Linked DNA regions of Danio rerio: region 2 is linked to region 1. Evidence: chromatin contacts called from public Hi-C data. All regions are on one chromosome and are shown on one strand. Each heading gives the region's core, a stretch centred on a gene start, on an enhancer-like site or on the middle of the called end of the contact. The rest is flanking DNA. Distances are from core to core; before and after follow the strand shown. Region 1 holds the start of uckl1b (uridine-cytidine kinase 1-like 1b). Region 2 holds the start of zbtb46 (zinc finger and BTB domain containing 46).

Region 1 (5,412 bases), core at 1,424-3,923:
ACTAACTCTTCATCTACTTGATCTGTTTGACTTTCTGTTGAAAACAAAAGATGTTTTGAAGAATGTTGGAAACCTGTAACAATTGACTTTTATAGTATTTGCTTCTCCTGCTGTGAAAGGCTTTCTTCATAATCAATCATTTAAAATAATGAAACTCAAATGTTTGAAACCACTAGAGGGTGACTAACTAAATAGCGTGTGCATTTTAGTTTTTTTTGGTGAACTATCCCATTAGTTTGTTTGTAATAAACATTACATGTAGATGTGTTTGCCAGTCACTAAAATCTCCAATTCAATGTACAAGTAGTTAAAAACTTATAAGAGGGAATATTAGAGACATTATTTAAAGGGTTTGTTCACCAAAAAACACAGTCTGGAGCACAAATTTGGGAGCTCTCAGATTTAGTCTAAAATATTTTAACGTGTTCTGGTGATGAAAAACACACCGTTTTTGAGGTAAACTATGCATTTAAAAATCATTAATTGTTTCAAATAACTCAATAATTGTAATTTGAAAACTTACCCATTTGTCAGAAATAATTTTAAATGTTTAAATTACAATAAACCTTATTATGGTAACTTTCAGTTGTAAAACTTTCTACACATTTAACATGTCAGAAAAAGTTGTTTCCTCTTTGCATAAATATATTAGGTATGAATGAAAATGATTTATCATATTTTAACTTTTTATTTTACAGACCAACCTTATTTGAAGAAAAGTAGATTGTTACAAAACTAAATATTACATTTACTCGTTATAAATGTAAAATATTTTTATATTATATTTAGGATTATATTTACAGTCTACTGCATATTACAATTATTTTCGGTAAAATAGGGTTGCATCGAATTTATTAAACCAATTAAAATCGACTACTAAAAACAAATTCCATAATCGATTCGTTGTGTCGTGTGATGCAGAGACGCTTGATTTTTTTAAAAAAAGTGCGGAGCACTTCTCTCGCGCACTGATGCCAGCAGAGTTTGGCACCTCATAGACAGGAAGCAGCAAAAAAATGAGCAGTGGTAACTTTAGAGGAAAGATACATGGCGTTGGAAGGGAGCAACAGCAGGGTAAATCACTACAAAATCTGTAGTTGTTCTGTTTTGAAATGAGGAACGTAATGTCCCTGGGGCTTGTTATACTGTATATATATATATATATATATATATATATATATATATATATATATATATATATATATATATATATATATATATATATATATATATAAATGTGATCATACAATATATTAAATAATATTAAAAGTGAGAATATTACCACAATTTTTCTTTGATGTCGAAGCTGAATGATGACCAAGAAACATTTATAATAATAATTATTATTATTATTATTATATAGTTGTTGGGATGTTTTTCCTTATTCTTTGATAAATAGAAAGCATTTATTAGAAATAAAAATATCTTGTATCATTATAAAATATCTGTACTGACATGTGCTGCTTATTATATAAAACAAATGGTCAAATGCATCAATGGTGCACCTATACTGTACAGAGAAGGTACCGAATGAATCTTCAAATTCTGATGATAACATACTAAACCTCTTCCACTCCTGTTACATTTCACTCTCAAATGTCAAGACATCCTTCAATCCTGTACATGTCAGCTCACGAATATGAAGCAGATCCTCAGCAGCAGCTGGTTATAAGTTCAGTGATGTAAGTGCAGCGAGACATGAGCGCCATTTGGCGGCGGACATCGGCACTGTAGAGCCGAAGAATTATTATCACAGCAGCTTCATCACTAACCATAACAAAGTTACAGCCGACGGCATAACTTACTATACAGCCATGTACTATACTTTTTGTTGAAATTTAGTGTGTTTGTTACTTCAAAACATCACTCAAACAAGTCTAATAAAACCAACCTAGCTATGCGTGTTTTGTATTACAGTTTGCATGGCATTAAAATGTACAACTAACTGTGCAAGTTAATTAATTGTTTTGGTGGCTGTTTTATCAACCACAAAGTGACAACATGTCAGCTAAACATGTCTTAAGGGTTCAATGAAAGATATTGGAAGGCCTGAGAAAAATCAAACCGCATTTTATTGGGGTGTGGCTAAAAAATTACAGACACTGTATATGCAAATATGAGTCACTACTGAGATCATCACCATGTGCTTCAATGTCACACACTACAGTGATGCTGAAGTACAGCGTTAACAGTGAACAGAAACGCAATTAACTAACATCAAATAACTCAAATAAGTCCGACAACTTATTTACACAATAAAGGCAAGAGACCGTGCAAAAAATACTTATTGGCTCAAGAAGAGAAAACGGTGACACGATTTCATAACTATAATCTTACCAAGACAATTATCCGCACACCTCATCATTTTGTGAGATGTTTTAAAAATCACCCTAAATTTCTTATCAACATGTGGGTGTTGCGGAGTCCCAGAAACACGAGAGACTCGCATTGACTTCCATACAGCGCGCACACGACAGGTCACTGCGCTCGTGCTCATCATCACGATAAAGTGTGCTCACTATATAAGCAGGCTAACGAGACAGCATATAACCAATAATTTCGAGGCGGAAAAGCTCTTCAAACGTACCTTGTGCACCGAGCAGATGATTTTTCTCCACACTCCATCGCTGAATCTCTTCCGTCTCCGCACACGGCAGACATTGTTAGTTTCCTATTTGACAATCAGCTGTTGCGACTTTAGGCCAGGCTAATGCTGCTGGGATGTGTAGTTTTATGTTTCATATGACCTCACTTTTGTCCGTCAGAGTGGAACTACAAATCCCAGAATGGAAATTGTAATGTATATTTGTAGGTACAGTTTTAGGCACTGTACAGTATTATGTAACGTTACCACATGGTAGTCGCTGGTGTAGGTAAGTAATTCATGCCAACTATGATACAACACACCAAAACATGGTCCTAATTTAGGTTTCGAGAAATAAAAAAAGAAACTATCTGGTGTTAAATTATACTTTTATACTTGTTAAATGAAATAATTTTATTCAGCAATGCTGCTATGAGTTTATGAGTGAATGTGTGTGTAGATGTTTTCCAGAGATGGTTTGCGGCTGGAAGGGCATCTGCTGCGTAAAAACTTGGTGGACAAGTTGGCGGTTCATTCCGCTGTGGCGACCTCAGATTAATGAAGGGACTAAGCTGACAAGAAAATGAATGAAAATGAATGAATGAATATTAATAATAATATAATATGAGGCAAGGCATATATATATATATATATATATATATATATATATATATATATATATATATATATATATATATATATATATATATATACACAAAATAATTTATTTAATAATGCTAAGTTATTTGTTTGATTAATCAATAATTATTTCATTCGTTATATTCATTACGTATATTCATTCGTTTCTCATTTATCTTTATTTATTTCTTAGTTAACCAATAAAACATAAAACTGGAGGAAAGTCCTAGGAGTTTTATTCACTAGTAAGGGATGGAACGTGAGATTGACAGGTGGATCGGTGCAGCAGCAGTTGGATCGGTGCAGTAATACAATTGATGTACCGGTCCATTGTGGTAAAAAAGGAACCGAGTTGAAAGGCAAACCTCTTAATTTACCGGTCAATCTACATTCCTACTCTCACCTATGGTCATGAGCTTTGGGACATGACCAAAAGGACAAGATCTCTGATACAAGTGGCCGAAATGAGTGCCCTTCGCAGGGTGGCAGGGCGCACCCTCATGTTAGAGTGAGGAGCTCTGTCACCCGGGAGGATCCTGGAGAAGAGCCACTGCTCCTCCACATCGAGAGAGGCCAGCTTAGGTAGCTCGGGCATTTGTTTCGGATGCCTCCTGGATGCCTACCTAGGCATGTCCCACCGGGAGGAGGCCTTGGGGAAGACCCATGACATGCTGGAGGGACTGTCTCTTGGCTGGCCTGGAAACACCTCGGGATACTTCCAGAGGAGCTGGAGGAAGTGTCTGAGGACAGGAAAGTCTGGGGTTCTCTCCTGAGACTGCTGCCCCCTTGATCCAACACCCGGAAAAGTGGAAGACAATAAATGAATGAATAAATGAGTAAAAACATATAACAATCTACTCCTTAAGATTTTTTTGTCAACATTTTATTAATTATTTGAGGGGTATTAATGCACAGTTAATACACCAGGGGAAAAAGAGAGAGAAAAATAGTTTAGATTCAGAATTCTTGTCAACCTAGGTAAAAACTTTAAAGGAATAAAAGATCGTTTTGTCCATTACTGTCATTATTTGCTAAGTAGTAATAAATTGAACAGTTTCTATAGATCATCTGAATAAAATCGACTCATTTTTGGACCATCCTTTTGTACCTCGAATTCATCAGTGAGTAACGATGTACCCATCTGATTCCACTCACTTCAGATCACCCTCAATGACATTTGCTTGTAAACGTTTTTGAGGAAATTCTCTGTCGGGGCGTCAGAAATCCTCACTCCTCACAGAAGTTGAAGTAATGAAAAGAATGATTTTTTAAAAACTGGCAGGGGGCGCCACTTTCTACAGACCCCCTTTAGTACAAAATTCCACAGCACACAATCAAATTCACCAAAATTCTCTACCAACACTCCATATTCAAGCCTATTTCATGGGATTACAAGTGCACTAAATACAGAAATACACACCTACACACACACACTCTCTCGCTCACACACACTGTATAGCTTTTTTGACATTTTCAACATGTACTTTGACCTGTATAGAAAAGCGCAGGATCATATTTAAATAGTTTAAAGCAACTATGTCACAAAAAAAGAAGCAAACAAGCAAATGAAAGCGAATACAGTTCGCACCAAGCTTTGGAAATAATATTTAAGGTTGCAGAAGTGCAAGCTATTGCTGTAATATTTCGAAAAGAAATCAATTGCAGTGTTGTGATCGTATAACGTCTGCATATGTGTGCGCCACATAATCTAGGAAGACGGGTAATTGAAGCCACGCACAATAATCCTGGCGGAAACTACACGCCATCTTTCTTGTTTACTGAGAAATATAGCGTGACAACTAAATCTCCAATGAGGAAGATACATTCTACAGGGCAAAAGTCAAAGCACGGTGCTTGCCTATGTTAAAGTAGTCGCTTTCTTGGAGCCAAAATAGCATTAATATCCCAGTTCAGTGATTCCATTTAACCCAATATACATAGAAAGTAATGCTGACCTGCTATTTTAGTTTCAACCTGGCAACACTTAGGGTATATTGGTTGCCTCTACCACAATCTTTCAAGAGGACATGAAACTGAATCACATGAAACCTGTGAACATGTCAGAAATGTATTAAACCATTAAATCTAATTAAATATTAAACTTAAAGTCAATTATTACTTAAATCTAATATATTTTTGTTAATTGAAAAAAAATGTTAATCTTCAATCAACCTTCTCTGTTTGTTGTG
Region 2 (5,412 bases), core at 2,021-4,520, 140 kb before region 1:
AGTGACTTTTCCTTTAAATCGACATTTGGGTGTATTAGAATTATCTATGTAGACGATTTCCAAAGAAAATGTCAACTTCAGTTTTTAGAGTTAACCAGAAACTGTTGACAGAACACACTTACAGTGGAAGTCTACGAGGCATTTGTTTGTTGTTTTGTTTCCTTTTACGAACTGAGCCATAATTAGTCGAGCCTATAGGCTCATTGGGAAAATGTGCCTAAGGTGATATTTCTGCTAAATATTTCACTGTGTTTTGCAGCCCTTTCAAAATCAAATACTATCAAAAAAAAACTAAAGTTTAATCTTGCTACGTTTTGTTACGTTGGTTGTATAAGTGGCTCTAAAAAGAAAAAAAGCATGAACCACCTACACTAAACCTTACTCTTGACAAAACCAACATTGTTAACAAAAGCAAACGAGCAAACGTGAGATAAACTGCATTCGCCAAATCAAACCATTTTACCTTGTTTCTACAATTCTTTTGAGGTCTTTTATCGTGAATTATGTCTCAAGGACTAGATAAGCTACATTGAACATTCACTGTTGTTAAGGCCATACAGTACATATAAAAGCTGTGATGTAAACATCTGAAAGCTTGATAAAATGATAAAAGAGTCCATTGGGCAGTATTGTTCAAAGAAGCATGTAAAAAAATACCTACAGTAATAATTGACTAACAATCAGAACATGTAAATCACAATATAGGTTCAAAATTTGTTGAAGTTTTGCAACCATTACTGATCATTTCAAAAGCACACTGTTGTGAATTATTTATAAATGAGTTTTAATTGAATACATGCATGTTTTTTTCTGACGCGACTACATGTTGAATTATTCTCTGTGATAATCAACAGCAAGCTATCATTAGTTTAACTTGCTTATTGAGTGCTGGACGTGGACAGGTGTGATATTTCGATTTCATTAAAGTGGTTCCTAGAACACAATGGTGCTCTTTACTCTTATTTCAGCCCCTTCTCTTCCCTTTACCCCACACGGTAGGAACCAGTTCCCCTCCCTGCTTTCTGTTGACACAATACAACCACACCTGCGAGGAAGTCAATATGCATAGTGGACGGCCAAAGCTCCCCTCCTGCCTAAAATGTTCTCCCAGTTTTACACAAACACACACACACACACACACACACACACACACACACACACACACACACACACACACACACACACACACACACACAGATTCTCCATTAAACAGAAACACCTGGACATAACCCTGACACGCAACACCAGTCCTCTACAATGAAAGCTATTGCTAAAAAAACACAAAACTACAGTGTGCGTTTGAGCGTATCAGACACATTTATCTAAAGTATATTTATTAAGGCATTTTTATTAGTTGTCCACCACTTGATACACCACCAGCCAAGCCAATTACTGAGTATTTATAACAAAAGTTATTACTATGGGGTATCACACTTTATAGCAAAGAAGACAGACTTTCATGCTTATTAACATTGAACATATCAAAGCATACAAAATATTTTAAAAAAATGTTTAGGATCTCATCCCCTGATTTGTTTTGTAAACAGTGCAGCAAATAGTGCCATTAAATGATTCTAGGCTACCTTAAAAGGACTGTTTTCTATCCTAGAAGAGATAGTTAACAACAGACACCTGCCAGTTCTGTCACTCACACCACTAACATCAAGATACATTATAATCTCTACATCCACAATAAATGATAAATTATGTCACGGTGAAGTTAATTAACTCATTAATAAATCCATACAGAGGTTATGAGTGTCAGAGAGTAGGTGAAGACCTATAAAAGTGAAGTTGTCATTTTTCTATTGGCTTCATTCTGTGTAGATGGACATGAGGACAGTTCCTTACATAACCAGTTCTTCTGCTCAACTGACTCATTTTTTTTTTGCACTGCAGACAGTCACAATGACTTAAATACACGAGTGTAACTTTTAAATGCGAGACGATTACAGTTATTCAAGTTATTTCGCACGTGAGTGCGTTAATAGGTGACATCTATTGTTTTGAATGTAACATTTCGCCTGTACAGTTATAAAAATCTAGCCAATCAGAATCAGGTGCACCTGTAGCAAACAAGAGCCGACACAGCGCGAACGAGCGTCATAATAATCAATACAGAGTGGTAGATTCTTTTGACGCGCGCCGAATGATACATTGTTGCGCGTAACGTTCGATTCAAATGTATCAATTCTAGAACGCGCGTTCGAATGCATTATTGGCGTGTACTCTTTAAAACCGCTGATGTTCGAGTCAAACAAGTGGGGTCGCTCCCCTTAAAACCAACCCGTCAGCGAGGAGAAAATGGAGGAAGACGGAACTGACCAGCTTTAAGGGGGCAGACGGGGGGAAAAAAGAGACAATAACCCGGGGAGAAGCGCTACGGTCACCTAATGCTTTCCGCACTGAAGACGCGAATACACTGAGCTCTCCTCAAGTTGAGAGAAGTATTAAGCACCAAGCCCGTGGGCTTAATTATGCAGGAAATAAAATAATAGAAAAGTGAGTCCAAAAAAATCCCCTTCCCTTTTCTGCTAGTAGGTTTAGGGTGTTGACGCAGCAGAAATTTCCAGCTGGAGAAATTCCCCTTTTGGAGGTTAAATGAGGGGAGGAGAGAGTGGGGTTAAGCCCCTTACTTGCCAAAGCTGAGCTTTTGGTTTTAATACCACCACAAAACACATTATTTTAAGATCCAAGTGTTGTCACATAAACAGAATTAAGTTCTTAATATTGACCCAGTGTTTGAGCAGAGCGTTGATGATAATAAAAAAAAGCTTGGCAAGACAAAAACAGAAAAAGTATCCATCAGTGCAATAAAAGTCTATCCTGAATGAATGACTGCACATCTGACAGCTGTTGTCGGCGCGTGCATCATCTGTCACGAGCATGTTCTCACCTGGAGACGTCAAACAGGTTGCTGTCACGCACGTGTAAATAAAACAAACGCACCGCAAACTCACGGCTCGAACTTACCTGAATACCTGTGCTCATGTCTCCGCCACACCACATCCACACGACAAGACAAGCATGAGCGTAAAAGCGAAGTGGTCAAACGAGAGGAAGTGTTAGAGTGTGTGTGTCTGTGGAAAGGTGAGAGAGGCTTACCTGTTAACCCATGAGTTCTGGGGGAGAGCGATGTCGATGATTCGGAGCTCCAGTGTTCGCTCGTGACAGCTTTGAGAGAGTGAGCACGTCAACAATGTCAGCAGTCAGCTGGGAGACGCGTGTGTGTATGTGTGTGTGTCGGTCAGTGTAATTCCCCTGCTCGCTGTCTCCCTCTCTCCACGCTCGTCTTTTTCTCTAAATCTCCCTCCCCTGCTTTTCCGTGTCTCGGTATCAGGAACCAACCTCCCCCTCTGTGTGTGCGTTTCTCTCTCTCTCTCTCTCTCTCTCTCTCTCTCTCTCTCTCTCTCTCTCTCTCTCTCTCTCTCTCTCTCTCTCTCGACTGAGAGTCAAATACAGGAAATGAGGCAACATAAACGCTTATACATTCACCATCAAACCCTGGACAGCTCCAGCAGAACTCATAACAGCCATGAAACCTCCAGATCAATTATGAAGTAGCCTATACAGAGGTTAAATTCCCGATCTTATTATTATAATGATGGTAATATTAATTCAGTTTCCTAATTGTATCTCCAAAGCAAAATCCTTTTATTACAAGGCATAAAGAGCAAAAGTACAGTAAAATAATAACAGTTTACGTAATAAATGATCAGAACAATACGTTTCAGTTTTATTTCTATCATATGCATATTCTATACATCACTGTTTTAGACTCTTTTTCATTGTTAAATAATTAACATAATACAATTTTTTTTCTATTTTAGACTTTTAATTATGGTAAATCATTTAATAATCTATCAAATTATTATATTAATCATTCTGTATTATATAAATATGATGTAAATGTAAAACTGTGAATGGTCATTTAAATTGCAATCATTACTTAAAAAGTTTGCATGTTCAGTAAATTATATATTAAATGTAATTCCATATATTGAAATACATACTGCATATATTATCATTAAACATGTTAAAATACATGTTGGCAAAACACTATTATTGTCCTCATTGCTTATAACTTTATATATAATCAAAAAGTTTTAAATGTTACATTATTTACATTTTTGATAAATCTTCTACCATTAAAAGTCGAGTACATCATGAAATATTCATTAAAACACAATTAAAAATGTAAAAAATTATTTTGCGGTTAATACATTTTTTTTTTTTACTGATTTTTATTTTTTATTTTACAGCCCTAATTTTTCGGTCTAAAAAGAAGTACCTAAATTAATAATCATTGTTTTCCATGAGAGCTGAGTTCTTACTCAGTGTCCAGTTCATTGGGCATGAGATGGTTTTTCCAGTGTGTGCTGCTGAATTTGCATGAGGAGCGTCTGCGCGTATAGGCGCGTGTAGGCGTGAGTGCGCGCCTGCTGCTGCTGCACGCTTTTGTCCACTGTGCGCGTTCTCGACAGTATGGAGAGGGTCACCCGCCCCCTAGTGGTAAAAAATGCTTTCTATTTACAAGCGCGTGCATGTCATGCTATCCTCCGTATAAGTGGAAGGAGCCAACTACTTACAAATGAAAATCTCAAAAGACTTGAATACTGGCTTATTTTGCATTTTTCTAGACATACGAAAGTTTGGGATCAGCAAGACTTTGAAATGTTTGTAAAAGAAACCTGTTTTGTTCTCCAAGGTGTTTTTTTTTTTTTTTTGTTCATTAATAATACAGTCAAAAGTGTAAAATTGTCAAATGTTACTACAATTATAATAACTGTTTTCTTACTGGATGTATATTAAATGTACTTTATTATTGTCATTATATAATTACTAATCTGCAGTTATCTGCCCTCTGTTTTTATCTTAAAATTAACATGTATCATAATTTCTACAAAACTATGAAGCTGGAAAAAAGTTTTTAACATTGATATTTATTATTGTTTAGAATTAGAATTAATGATTGATCAATAATACTAATTGATCATAATAGTTAATCAGTATATTAGAAGAACCGTGTGACACTTTTTGATTCAGCTCTAAATCAAAAGTGTAAATTCCATTTTTAACAACATTCAATAAGAAAACAGTTAATTTATAAGACTTTTTGAGCATGTAAGAAAAAAACACACAATGCTGTTTTAATGCATTTAACTTTGAATAAAATATGGACAAACCAATTTTTTTCAGTTAAAGGGGGGCTATTATGCAAAAAGCTCTTTCTTAAATGGTTTAAGCACAGTTGTTTGGCAACAGTGTGTGAATATAGCCAGCCTGTTATGGTAACAATTTATTAATTCTATTTTTTCTCATTTTAATTGCACTTCAAAAAAAAAAAAACACTTTCATTGACATTCTCCCTTTGTACATGTCATTGTTGGGGGAAAGTCCTGCTTATTAATG

The links. Hi-C and Micro-C count contacts between places; a contact is called where the count stands out from the background.
Region 2: a contact with region 1 is called in a Hi-C map of an unstated tissue, with 2.4 times the contacts expected there. The contact joins the promoter of zbtb46 here to the promoter of uckl1b in region 1. A contact is called at or near these places in 2 of 18 Hi-C or Micro-C datasets (hematopoietic stem cells and an unstated tissue).

What each region holds. Positions count from the first base shown.
Region 1 is chr23:15,063,457-15,068,868 of GRCz12tu, reverse strand. uckl1b (uridine-cytidine kinase 1-like 1b) reads right to left here and starts at 2,673. Exons shown (of 14, transcript XR_012398861.1): 1 at 2,588-2,673.
Region 2 is chr23:15,203,330-15,208,741 of GRCz12tu, reverse strand. zbtb46 (zinc finger and BTB domain containing 46) reads right to left here and starts at 3,270. Exons shown (of 5, transcript XM_021469915.2): 1 at 3,106-3,270.